Linked DNA regions of Sus scrofa: all the other regions are linked to region 2. Evidence: chromatin contacts called from public Hi-C, HiChIP or PLAC-seq and promoter capture Hi-C data. All regions are on one chromosome and are shown on one strand. The core of a region is the stretch at or near the end of the contact, and the rest is flanking DNA. Distances in the headings are between cores, read along the strand shown.

Region 1 (3,201 bases), core at 168-2,667, 500 kb after region 2:
TTGAAAAACTAATATTTTCCATGACATTCTCGTCTGTTAGAAATTCTCGGCATAGGAAGTACAATGTCTTCCAGCAGCTGCTCTTTGGTCTTATCCTCTTAATTTGTGTGCTGTAGTACAGTCAGTTTTAATAAAGCTAAACCTACTGGATAAACTTGGAATATTTGCTCATAGATGACCACCCTTCAAAGTGATTTTAAAACCATTCTTTTGTGTGGTGCTTTATAAGCACCCTATTCTGAGGAATTATCCCCATTTTACAGTTGAAGAAACTGGCCTAGACCAGTTAAAGAAACTTAATGACATAATCTTGTAACTTGCCAAAGCTAAAGTTCAAGTCCAGATTGCCTACGGTTATTGTCAATAATTGTGGGAACTGAGAATCCAAGCTGTGACCCCCTCAAACCCATGATCTTTTTCTTCTTTGGCTCTTCGTGATATAACAAAGGTTCTCTTTAACAAAATATTAATTAGGTAATATAATCATGTAGTTCAAATTTCAAAGGATACTAGAAGATAGAGTGAAAAGTTTTTCCCATTCTTACCCCTCACCATCCAGTTCCTCTACCTGGAGTCATTTACTTACCACTTGTCAATATGTTTTCCAAGAGATATTGTATATATAAGCAAACACATGAATAAATTCCGTTTTTTTTTGTCTTTTGTCTTTTTTAAGGGCGCACTCGTGGCATATGGAGGTTCCGAGGCTAGGGGTCGAATTGGATCTGTAGCTGCCGGCCTATGCCAGAGCATCAGCAATGCCAGATCCGAGCTGCATCTGTGATCTACACTACAGCTCATGGCAATGCCAGATCCTTAACCCACTGAGTGAGGCCAGGGATCCAACCTGCAACCTCATGGTTCCTAGTCGGATTCGTTTCCACTGTGCCACTACGGGAACGTCCATAAATTCCTTTTTAAAAAAACTCAAATGGAAGCATCCTATATGCATTGTTCTGTACTTGGTTTTTGCACTAAATACATTTTAGAGATTGTGCAGTAGCAGTCCATGGAGAACTTTGTCATCTGTGGGACTGCTGCGTAGTTTTCTGTTCAATGGATGTATAATATTCCTGGTTATTTAAGTTTGCAATATTCTATTAGAAACAATGTTGTTGTGACTAATTTGGCGCGCGCACACAGCCACAGTCACATACCCACACCTTGAAAGCAGAGGCAAGATTAATAGGAACACATTCGAGGGAAGTTAGAGGGGCCAGGATTTGGTGATACTGGATGAGAATCAAGAAGTCAAAGGCGACTCCTAGATTTATAAGCTGGATATTTTGGTTGTTGCATTTATCCTACATGAGAAATTCTAGAATACACCAGTTGCTCAATGCTCAATACATCCTCATTCGCTTATTAGCGCTGCAGACTACAATTCCCAGAGTCCCGCGCTCCACCACAATCCCCTTGGAGTCGGCCGCGCAGATTTCTGGGACTTGAAGTCCGCGGCCTATTTACCCAAGTTAGAGCTAGGGGCCTGTGGAAACATGAAGAGGTAAGGGCTTGTCTGAGAGCTGGAGGTGAAGGGCGCTCTGTTCTACCTTTTAACTTTTCAAATGGCTTTGTTACTTTGGGTTTGGGGTATGTCACATTATGGGGAAGGGGTTTCGAGTGAGCGGGAAGACAAAGGAGGAGGGAAAAGGGGAGATGGGCTGGACGGGCCTGTGGGGCGAAGTTCAGGAAGGGCCGCCGCTGCCTCCGGTCCCCGTAGGGATGCCCTCCCGGTACAGGAGCCTAGGCCACGGCGCCGGCCCCGGGAGCTGGACAGATGCTGTGGCTTCTTCCCGTTTCAGAGGGACCCACCGAGGTAAAAGGGTCTTGCCTGACTGATGAAACTGGTCAGCGCCTGAGAAACATGGGCCGACCCCTCCCTGTCCCGCCCTACCTCCACCCCATCCTCAGAGAGGGGCTCAGGGCGCATTTGTTTGCAGTGTTTGTGTGTTAAAGAGAACTTGCTCGGGCTCGGAGAGCATGTAGCGCTTTCAGATCTTAAAGTAAGCAAGTGGTACTTTGTTTCTACAAATTTAGAAGCAAAGTATCAAACCCGTTCCATGTACTATCGGAAAAGAAAAGCATTGTTGCGAGCAGTTCCCCCTACCGGTTCTGCAGGAAATGGCAGCTTTAACGTGGCTGGTCATTGTTGAAAGCCTGAGCTTACTATTGACCTACACAAAGCCTTTTTAAAGGATCCTCCTTAAATTAGTTTTGTATTCACTCTGCAAGTAGAATAATCACTCTGGAGTAGGGTGGTACATTTAAATTCTTACCGGTATAGTGATTTCCTGCACTGTCAGTTTCAGCATCTTTTTAAAAAAATTCTGATTATCCTTGCATTTCAAAATGACGTTTTTAAACGTTTATGATATACTCATACATGCAAAATAATGTGTATATACAGGTTGTTAAATAAGAATAGGCTTGTACCCGTTAAAAGCTTTAGAAATAGAACATTATCAGTATCATGTATCATAGATACTGTGTCAACTGATACAGCAGTATGATTGATACAGTATCCTTGGCACACTGTCAGTATCAGGAGTCCCCAGGGTGCCTGCCCCTGAGTGTTTTTCTTCCCTCACTGAGGAGAATCGCTATCTAGTATTTCGTGTTAATTATCTCCTTGCTTTTTTCTTTTTAAATAGATTTACTACATATGAATTTATATCTGAACAAAATGCTGCTAGTGGTATTCAATTTTCGACTCTATTTAGACAAATAATTGTATGAGTTTTTCTGTGACGATTTTTTTTTTCACTCATCATTTCTTTTTGAAATTCATGTGTACTGATGTATTTAGCTCTGGTTTATTCATTTCAAAGGCACTTTAAACTAGCAAAAACTTTCAGAATTCTAAATAATAAGTAAAAATTAAGATAATTAAAAGGAATTTTGAAAACCCTAAGCCTATGGTTATTTAAAAATTTCCCAAAGTGGGTATAAGTCTTTCTAGAATATGGGAATCTTGCTTATACATCTTCTAGGGCTCATCATAACCCCAACAGTAAATGGCTATTTTTTAAGGAAGATTAATATTTATTTTTCCTCAAGGAGTTAACTCATTTTATTTTTGTCTTTTATAATCTGTTGTTGCACACCTAAATGGCCTTGCTACTTCTTTTCTTTTCTTTTCCTTTTTTTTTTTTTTTTTTTTGTCTTTTTAGGGCCATGCCCACGGCATATGGAGCTTCCCAG
Region 2 (2,986 bases), core at 84-2,583:
GAGGGAGCAAATTTAATTAGCAATGAAAAAAATTCATTGCAATGCACTATGCCTTCCTGGCCTTCCTCTCCATCTTTCCTTGATTATCTTAATAACATTCAGGGATAAAACTGTTTCCTAAATTCCCCACACAGCGTCAAAAGAAGTGGGCAAGTTCAGGATAGCCTCTGGTACTGAAAATAGGCTTCTGCATTGTCTGTATCAATAGCTACACTTGGAAAAGTCGAGGATTTCAGAATTAAGGTTCCCTAAGATTTTCTGGATCGCTCCAACTGAGATGCTGGCAATCAGGATGCAGTTAATGCATCATTTTATCCGTTCGACTAGATTTGAGTTAAGTATGGCTCCGATTCTAAAGATGTGAAGAGCCAACGCCTGCCAATCTGAGGGAAGTCCTTGGTAGTAATTTTGGCGCCCTCAGTACACAATATCAATCTCCCTCAACACAAAATCCGACCGACACCGTTTCGAATTGAAAAGCTGCTTCTTAGACTCTAGGAGAAAGCCTAGGAGGACTCAGTACGCAGTAGGATCTCCCATGCAAGCCGGCCTAAGCTCTGAAGAGAACCCAGTCCGGTCTGGATGGCTCAACAGCGAAGCGACAAAGCCACGTGTCCCCACTGCCGAGCCTAGACGTGTTTCCCCTCTCGTCGCTCTAGGGCAGCCTCCATCCCCGCGTTGGGTCCTCCAGCCCCTGCCGTCTAAACCCAGCAGCTTCGCCTCCTGCTCCATCTTGACTCCACCCCACCGCACGGTGAGAACTAGCGTGACCCTCCCGCGAGAGGTAAAATAACGGAAACAGCCCGTGGGGCACGCTCGCTACCGATCTGCCCCTTCCCCCCCACCACCTCGGCCCTGCGGAACTCACGCGGTGGCCCCATCCCCCTACCCTCTGCTGCCCAAGTGTGACCCTGTCCGCCCCGGCAGGTGAGGCCGGTCGGGTCCCAACTTCATCCTCACCAAGTCTCCTGGTTGCTGAATTTCTTAGTCACCACCTTGCCCAGTTCCAGGCCGAGGCGGTCGGCAATTTTCTGGGATAGGTCCTGGTGGGAGCTGCCGCTGAAGATTTTGATATTCGGCATCTTGGCCAACTACCCTAGGCTCTCTTTGTTGAGCGATCCCTGCTGCTGCCGCCTAGATCCGAATTGAGTCGGCCCGGAGACTCAGTACTAAGCACTTCGCGTCGCTACTCCGCCATCTTACATTCCCGCCCGGCGCGCGACTCTAAATTGCCCGGAGCCGGGGAGGCGGGGTCAGCAGGGAAGTTTACACCCCGCCCACCCCGATTAGCTGAGCGCGAGCGAGGGGGCGGATCCTTGCCGTAGTTCCGCCTGCCTCCGGCTGTCTCAGGTACTGACTGGAAGCCAATGAAGGGGGCGAGGCTAAGGAATAGCCCCGCCCCCTGTAGCAATTCTGTCAATTCCGAAGAGAGCCGAGACACCCGCGCTTGGCTGGGGGTGGAGGGATGCTGGTGACGCATAAGGCCAGACTTCTCCCGCAAGCGGGAAATCAGCCACGCTTTTTTTTTTTTTTTTTTTAATTTTTCTTTCAGCACATGAAAGTAAGTTTGGCTTTGGTTTACAGTTTCTCTTAAGAATATCTATTTATTAGGAGGGCAGCCCCGGTTCGTTAGAATGAAGGAAAGATTTCTGAACATGAGTTTGCATGTTTCTGAACGTGATTTTTATCTTTTTGTGAGGAAGAGGCTGAATTAAAGCACGTTTGCATCACTGACAGACGCCCATAGCACAGGCTCATCCAAAGGGCAAACAAGCAATTTCAGTGTCGCCTTTGCCTGGAAGACAAATACCAAGGGGAAAGTGACTGTGAATCATCCAGAGGCACTGCAAGAGATGGATGCATTTTGTTTTTAGCATTGGGACCAAGCATGTTCAGACAAGCAGAGGAGTAGAAAATTATGAATTTTTCGAAACGTCTGAACAATAAAGGTCTGACTTACCTGACCCAGGGAAAGGAGAGAAAATATGCTTACAGGACTTCAGATAAAGAGCCTCGAAGGAATCAGAAAACCTGTTTTTTGGTCCTGCCCCATTATCCTCGGCATCATATTCTATGTGTTGCTAATGTGTCCTTTTACACCACTGTTTTATTATTTTTACTTATTTTTTTAGAGCTGCACTGTGGCACATGGAGGTTCCCAGGCTAGGGGTCGAATCGGGGCTGTAGCTGCTAACCTACACCACAGCCACAGCAAATCTGATCCCATTCGCGTCTGCCACCTACACCAGAGCTAGGAGCAACGTTCCATCCTTAACCCACTGAGTGAGGCCAGGGACTGAACCCACATCCTCATGGATACTAGTCTGGTTTGTTACTGCTGAGTCACGACGGGAACTCCTGTTTTATTATTTTTATAATGGTATCTGCTCATTAGACCAAAGAGGGCCTTTATTCTCCCACCACATTTTCATTAAACATACCAAATCATGGGTTAGAAGAGAAAAATCATACAATTTTAGAATCATACAATTTTAGTTATGAGTGCCATAATGCTCCTAACTACAAGCTGTAAAAATAGAAGGGACTTCAGAAAGCATCTAGTCTACTAGCTTTATTTTACATACGGTGAAACTGAGACCAGAGATGGGAAGGAATTTGTCCAAGTGGCAAAGGCAGAAAAAACATGTAAAACATCATCCCAGCTCTCCCTTCCTGCCATTTTCAGCAATGCCCATGGAGGACTTCTCCTTTTGACCTTTTGTCATAATTTTACACGTTCAGGAATTTAATATAGGCCCCGGTGTATAGGAATGCTTGAAGAAGGATGTAGACTACGAGGCAGAATATTAGTAGACTTCCATCGCATTTCATTCATCAAATATTTACTGAGTGTTTCATTGCATACCAGGCAGTACACTAGGCATTGAGGGGACTAGAAAGGATTCGCCTCCAAGGAATCTGTTCATACAATATGTATTGAAATATTTATTGAATACTTTTAATGTTCCAGGCCCTTCTCTGGGCA
Region 3 (3,273 bases), core at 276-2,775, 470 kb before region 2:
AGCATTAACAGATGCACATTTGAAACAATTTTGATGATAGGCAACACTGACTACTAGCCTCAAATAAACAAAATGTCATCCCTCCAAAAAAGAATTCCATTATTCTCATCAGTAGTCTCATATTACCAAAAAGTACTCAATTATTATTATATTTTGAATTTCATCAATAAACATTTGTTGAAATTTGTTTTCTCTCTTGTCATATAGGTACCTACAAATTATCCACAATTTTGCCTTTTGGTCCACAAAGTCTAAAATATTTATTATCTGGCTCTTTATAGAACCACATTCTACACCACAGCAGGGTAAATATAAACGTAAGCAGTCTCTTTCTTGAGTGCATTCTTTTTTTTTTTTTTTTTTTGTCTTTTTGTCTTTTCAGGGCCGCACCCACAGCATATGGAGGTCCCAGGAGGTCCCAGGCTAGGGGTCGAAACAGAGCTACAGCTGCCGGCCTACCCCACAGCCACAGCAACAGCAATGCCAGATTCGAGCCGCGTCTGCAGCCTCTACCACAGCTCAGGGCAACGTCGGATCCTTAACCCACTGAGCGATGCCAAGGATCGAACCTGCAACCTCATGGTTCCTAGTCGGATTCGTTTCCGCTGCGCCACGACAGGAACTCCGAGTGTATTCTTATTATTACCTGGTTTTGGCATGATGTCCTTCTGGATATGTCCTATAAAGGATAAGCCTTGCATCTCTTCTGCTATGGCACTATTTAGGATTTCTATAAATAGAAACACTATTAGTTTAATAGTTCTAGTAAAGCCTCAGTGTCATCTTCACTATCATGATATTAAAGAGCCAACACCATACCACAGTGTCAAGATGACCCTCATCAAGTTGTGATGTCACCAGGCCATGAACTCACCGAGATCTCTCAGATATCAAGTGGCTCCTATGGCATCACACCCTGCCTTTGGCATCACCCTGGCACATCACCTTACTACGGTGTCATATGCTCTCACTACTGTTACTGAATTTTGCCCTAATGCCACTCCGCCGAGATGTCAGAATAACTGACCCCTAATTAATTCCATTCCTTTGGCGGTGGCAGCAGCGAGGGGTAAGGTGGCCACAGGCACCGGTTCGAGTTCTGAAGGTAGTGTTCAGTTACTACCGTTTTCCCTTCCGCTTACCACTGCAAGTCAGGGCCCCCGAGGGACAGGACTTTTAGGCTCCCATAACCCTCTCACCGTGATTCCGCACCCATTTGGCGTCACCGACTCAATGCCTCAACTGCGACCACCCACCCCAGTTCCACAAGAAGCCGCTCCCCGTACCTGACTCCATTCTCCAGCTGTCATCCTGGGCCAATTCCACCGGCCACTTGACTACGGCGGCCGCAAGGGACCCTGGGACTCGTAGTTCCGCGGTGCTAGGGGCCGAGTTGGAGAGAGCGGGAAAGGCGCCTCCCCTCCCGGAACTGCGCTCGAACTTCAACTCCCAGAGGCGCCCTGCTATGGGAAAAGAAGCAAAGGAACGAGGGAGATCGGTGATTGGTGGATTCTACTGGCTTTTTTGATTGGCAGTGGGAGCCGGCGACGTGAGGCGGTCTTTGGTCTGGCTTCACCGAGATCCTGGGAAAGCGAAATGGAGGGGTGTGTGTCTAACCTAATGGTCTGCAACCTGGCCTACAGCGGAAAGCTGGAAGAGTTGAAGGAGAGGATCCTGGCCGATAAATCCCTTGCCACTAGGACTGACCAGGTAAAACAGCGCTGGGGCCTCTCCGCAGGCGGCGGCGGTGGCTGCGGAGCCCAACGTGGCCGCGGAGCCCAACGTGGCTGCCCGGCCCAGCCCAGCCCAGCCCATCCCATCCCAGGGGGAGGCCGGTTCCGAGAAGGCTAGATCCCCTCCCCCGCCGCCCCATCCTTACCCCAGGGTCATCTCAGGCCTTGAGATCAGGCGGCCGGAGCTAGCCCTGCAGACCGTCACTGTTTTTCTGTTTGTTTGCGGGTTTTTTTTTCCCCCCAGTACTTAGCTTGCTGCATATTGGATATTTCTAGAACGTTTAGCGCGTTTCTCAAAAATGCCCCATCTTTGAGTTATCCGTGAGAAGGAAAGTTTTTGGTGTTTTGAAACGTGTTTCCTTGCATTCATTGGTGATTTTACTCAATGGAACACTTGTAACTGAACTCCTCTTCTGTGCCTGGCAGTTTGCTGGGAGCTGGGGATACAGTCGAATGGAAGGGGCAGACGTTAATAAAATAATCCCCAATCATATCCAATCATAGATAGTGGTAAATACCCGGGAGGGAAGTTGACGTGGTGCTTTCAGAAGCACCTGTCATAGAAGGACCTGATTTAATCTCGATTAGAAAAGCCAAATGTTGTCGTAACTGAAAAGGCTTTGCAAAGGAGGGAAGGTTGGTTTTATTTTGGAAGGATGAGTGAGATTTCCCCGCGGATGAACGGACATTCTAGGCAGAGGTGGAACGGGAGTGGACCTTGGGAAGTGTTTGTTTCTGCCCACCTGCTTAAAGGACCCACATACTTCAAGATTCACGGTGCCCTCAGCAAACCAACAAATATTTATAGATTGCCTCCTATAGGACAGGTATCGTGCTAAGCACGTACTTACAAATCTCCATTTTGTGTCTTTGGAAAGAGAGTTAGAAATCAGAAGACTTTTTTCTGGAACTTTCCTTTATTGCTCAACCTGAAAATGCCTTTGCCTAGTTTACCATCGTTTTGGTCTGGTAATATTTAATACTTTCGATTTAATTTAACAATATTAAGTTAAGATTTAATAATATTTCTAACCATTCTTCATCAAATGAATGGCATAAAAATGGGAGAAACTATTCAAGATCAAAAGACAAGAAACACAACAAACAGTTGCAACTTAAGGACCATGTATGGATCATGACTGAAACAAAGCCAGCTGCAGGAGAGTTGGGGAAATCTGAATAAAGACTGGGTATTTGGTGTTATAAAGGAGTTACTGTTCATTTTAATAGGTATAATAGCTATGTAGTAAAGTGTCTTTTTTTTAGATACATCTTTAGAGATGAAAAGTCATATTTAAGATTTGTTTTTAAAAATCGCACCAGGGAAAAAAGCAGATGATGCAAATATGGCAAAATATAAAATATAGGTGATAGGCACATGAGTTTTGTATTATATTCCCTCTATTTTTATATCAGTTTGAAATTTTTTTTCATCTTTTTAGGGCTGCACCCGCGGCATATGGAAGTTCCCGGGCTAGGGGTGGAATCAGAGATACAGCTGCCGGCCTACACCACAGCCACAGCAACACAGGATCCGAGC
Region 4 (2,903 bases), core at 373-2,872, 330 kb before region 2:
TTTACACGATGGACCTGGTGGGCTTTGGCTGAAGACGGCACAGCTAGGTGTGCCTAGAAGAGACCAGAAAAGAAATCAGCAGTTTAATACAATCTTTCTTAATACAATTTGTACTTCATCTGGAAATATATATGCTGGTATTTCCAGGCATGCTGCTATGTACTAAATGCTTCCGGGTGCCTGGAACATGTTAGTCTCAGTCACACTTCCAACTGTGCTGTGAGCTAGTCTCCCATTTTATTAATGAGGAGAGTCAGGCGCAGGAAGCTCAGGGAAATTGCTTCACATCCCAGTTAGTTAACGGTAAAGAGGGGATCAGAACCCCAATCCACTGCTCTCCTAGTCACTTACCCAACCGGGGGTAAGTGTCGCACCCCCCACACTAGGGCTGTGGAGACCCTAGGGTGGTGGGTGAGGGGATTAGGCGCCTCTAAGCCCCGCGCTCCGACTTCAGCCAGGGCAGCGAGCTGACCAGCACGTCTGAGGCCAGTGCCCAGATCTGGGCTGACCAGCGGGCAGCTCAGGGGGGCCTGGCGGCGAGGCCCCTTCCCCATCGCCGCGGGCTGGCTGGAACGACCCAGTTGGTAGAAATTGCCCTCCTTTGAAGGCGCCACGTCCCAGAGGTCAGAGGACCCGGCCTCGAAGCCACTCCAAGCCCAGAAGGGGCCCACAGAGAGAGGAGGCAACGGCTCCGTCACCTGTTCCGTCCCCCTGTCGCAGAGTCACCAGACCCAGGGGCGACTACCAAAGTCACCCATCTGGCTCTTCTCCCGTCTTTCAGCTCTAGCCTGGGGTCTACGGATGGTCGTCCGGGGGCCTGGGAACCACCATGTGTTTTGGTTTGGTTTTTTTGTTTTGAGGAGACGGTCAATAGCTTTCCTCAGATTTTCAAACGGATCCACCCTCTCCCCCGTCTCAAAAAATAAGCTGACTCGAAGCTGTCAGCCGCAGCTCCGCTGACATCGTTACCTCAGTCCCCGCGCGCTCGCGGTCTCAGCCCCCACCCCCCGGCGGCCCTCAGCATTGCCTTCCGCTCTCCCCTCCCCCCACGCACGCCTACACGCACGCACCCCCCACGCACGGCCCCCCCACGCACGCGCCGCACGCACGCGGGTCCCCCCACCCCGCGCCCCTCGGCGCACTCGCGCGTTCCCCGCGTCCTGCGTGCTCACCTCGTTCCCCCTCTGCACACGCGCCTCCTCGGGAGCTCCGCCCCCTCCCCTTTCCTGGGTGGACCCCGCCTCCCTGCCCCCGAGCTGCCCGGGCAGCACGGTCCTTCCCCGGTACGCCGATCTCACCCTGTCCGGACTGGGCCATCGCCTCCCTCCTCACATCCCAGGAGACACCGGGCGGGGTGTGGCACCTCCCACGCTTGGCCACCTCGGCCTTTGGACGACAGTGAAGCTGGAGGGAAACTCCCTCGATTTCCTGTCCCTCCTAACACAGTGGGCGGTGGGGGGTGGGGGGTGCGGGGTGGGGAGAGTGCGGAGGCGATGAGAGGTTCTTGTCCTCACTGGGGAAAGCGCTCACCTGATTCCCAAAGCCCGTTTGCCCTTCCTCTCCTTTCTGTCAGAGGTAAGGGAGAGCCAAGGTCTTTGGGGCGGGGAAGGGGAAATGACTCAGAGAGGAGGCGGCTCAGAGGGAGGGGCCGGCCTGGAAAGGGGGGGTATTGGGGAGCTGGAGGGAAAGGGGAGGAAAAAAGATGAGGGGTAAACCGCGGCGGGGGTGATTTTGAAGGTGTCTAACCCGGTCCTGCGAATCCTGCCCGGTCATCCCCCGGAATCCAGGAGCCACTAGGCTGGGTCTTTTTCCTGGATGCCGGCCCTAAACTCGTTTAGCTCTGCCAAAGTTATCCATCCCGAGCCCAAACCCTTGTTAGTGGCTTCCAGGCACCACCACGGAACCTGCTGGTCTGGGCAAGGGCACAGGGATTAACTATTCCTGTTCTTTGGAGCCGATACTAGTCTTTACCTCCTAGCGTTGCTGGGAGAATTAAATTAGTTACTACATTTCAAGTGTTTAGAATAGTGTCAGGGACACTGTAGGCAATCAATTGGTGATAGCTTCTGTTATTATGTGACTGTCCTCACCTCTAGACTGTGAGTGTTATGAGGGCAGAGACTGTATTTTATTCATCACTGAATTCCAGCGCATGACACAAGGAAGTTGTCAATAAATTATTTGCTGAATGAATGAATAAATGTGTGATTGAATGAATAAATGAGTGATCAAATGAAAACTTGGACTAGTGGCGATGCCAACCCTCTCCTCTGCCCCATAAGGGGTGCATTAGTGGAAGTTTGAGGAAGAAGGGCTATGATTGGGAAAGGTGGCACATTGGACCCTTGTTGGTTGCTATATCAAGTGACCTGCTCTGCCCTTGGAAAATGGAATGTCTTTGTCAGTTTCCCACATGGCCATATGGAAGACATCAGACAGCTGACCTAAAATTTAAAACTGATCAGTGGCTAGCTAGAGCAGTATTTGCATCTTAGTAAAGAAGGAAGGAGGAGAGGGCTAAAAAGTAAGTGGCAAATGGAAGTGGGGGAGATTGGCAGGGGAGCCCTGAATGAAACTCAGTGTGTATGGAGGAGTACAGTCAGCCCCAAAGGGCATCTAGTGGAGATCGCTAAGTGACAGTCATGTTATCCACTTCTCTGTTTTAGTCGTAAGGTTCCTGATGATCTGCCCTCCTGTCACATTCTTAGAGTAGGTATGTAGATTTGGCTCCTACCACCACATTCACTAAACTTGCCCTTACGGAAAAAATTAATACTGTTAGAGCTAGAAGGGACCTTAGACATTACTCCTACATTTCACTTCGTAGTTGAAAAACTAAGAACCAGAGATAGATAGCAAAGGATTTGGGCTTTGGGGATTCTCTGGCCTTGGTACTGAATCTT

The links. Promoter capture Hi-C pulls out the DNA fragments that hold promoters and counts their contacts. Hi-C and Micro-C count contacts between places; a contact is called where the count stands out from the background. HiChIP or PLAC-seq counts read pairs in DNA pulled down with a chosen protein or histone mark.
Region 1: a contact with region 2 is called in a promoter capture Hi-C map of liver, with 9 times the contacts expected there. The contact joins the promoter of RBM41 here to the promoter of PRPS1 in region 2. A contact is called at or near these places in 1 of 5 promoter capture datasets (liver) and 1 of 47 Hi-C or Micro-C datasets (embryonic fibroblasts).
Region 3: a contact with region 2 is called in a Hi-C map of liver, with 4 times the contacts expected there. The contact joins the promoter of PSMD10 here to the promoter of PRPS1 in region 2. A contact is called at or near these places in 3 of 47 Hi-C or Micro-C datasets (heart right ventricle, liver and skeletal muscle) and 1 of 2 datasets of contacts at active chromatin or transcription factors (alveolar macrophages).
Region 4: an H3K27ac HiChIP or PLAC-seq map of alveolar macrophages shows a contact between it and region 2. The contact joins the promoter of NLRP12L here to the promoter of PRPS1 in region 2. A contact is called at or near these places in 1 of 5 promoter capture datasets (liver), 1 of 47 Hi-C or Micro-C datasets (heart right ventricle) and 1 of 2 datasets of contacts at active chromatin or transcription factors (alveolar macrophages).

What each region holds. Positions count from the first base shown.
Region 1 is chrX:87,573,334-87,576,534 of Sscrofa11.1, reverse strand. It overlaps RBM41 (RNA-binding protein 41), which reads left to right and starts at 1,417. Exons shown (of 8, transcript XM_013983724.2): 1 at 1,417-1,504. The coding sequence starts at 1,497.
Region 2 is chrX:88,073,208-88,076,193 of Sscrofa11.1, reverse strand. It overlaps PRPS1 (ribose-phosphate pyrophosphokinase 1), which reads right to left and starts at 1,333. Exons shown (of 7, transcript XM_003135301.4): 1 at 961-1,333. The coding sequence starts at 1,082.
Region 3 is chrX:88,546,845-88,550,117 of Sscrofa11.1, reverse strand. It overlaps PSMD10 (26S proteasome non-ATPase regulatory subunit 10), which reads left to right and starts at 1,525. Exons shown (of 5, transcript XM_001926907.5): 1 at 1,525-1,710. The coding sequence starts at 1,597. It overlaps ATG4A (cysteine protease ATG4A), which reads right to left. Exons shown (of 14, transcript XM_021079700.1): 2 at 1,287-1,463.
Region 4 is chrX:88,402,194-88,405,096 of Sscrofa11.1, reverse strand. NLRP12L (NACHT, LRR and PYD domains-containing protein 12) reads right to left here and starts at 1,622. Exons shown (of 14, transcript XM_021079745.1): 1 at 1,531-1,622; 2 at 1-53.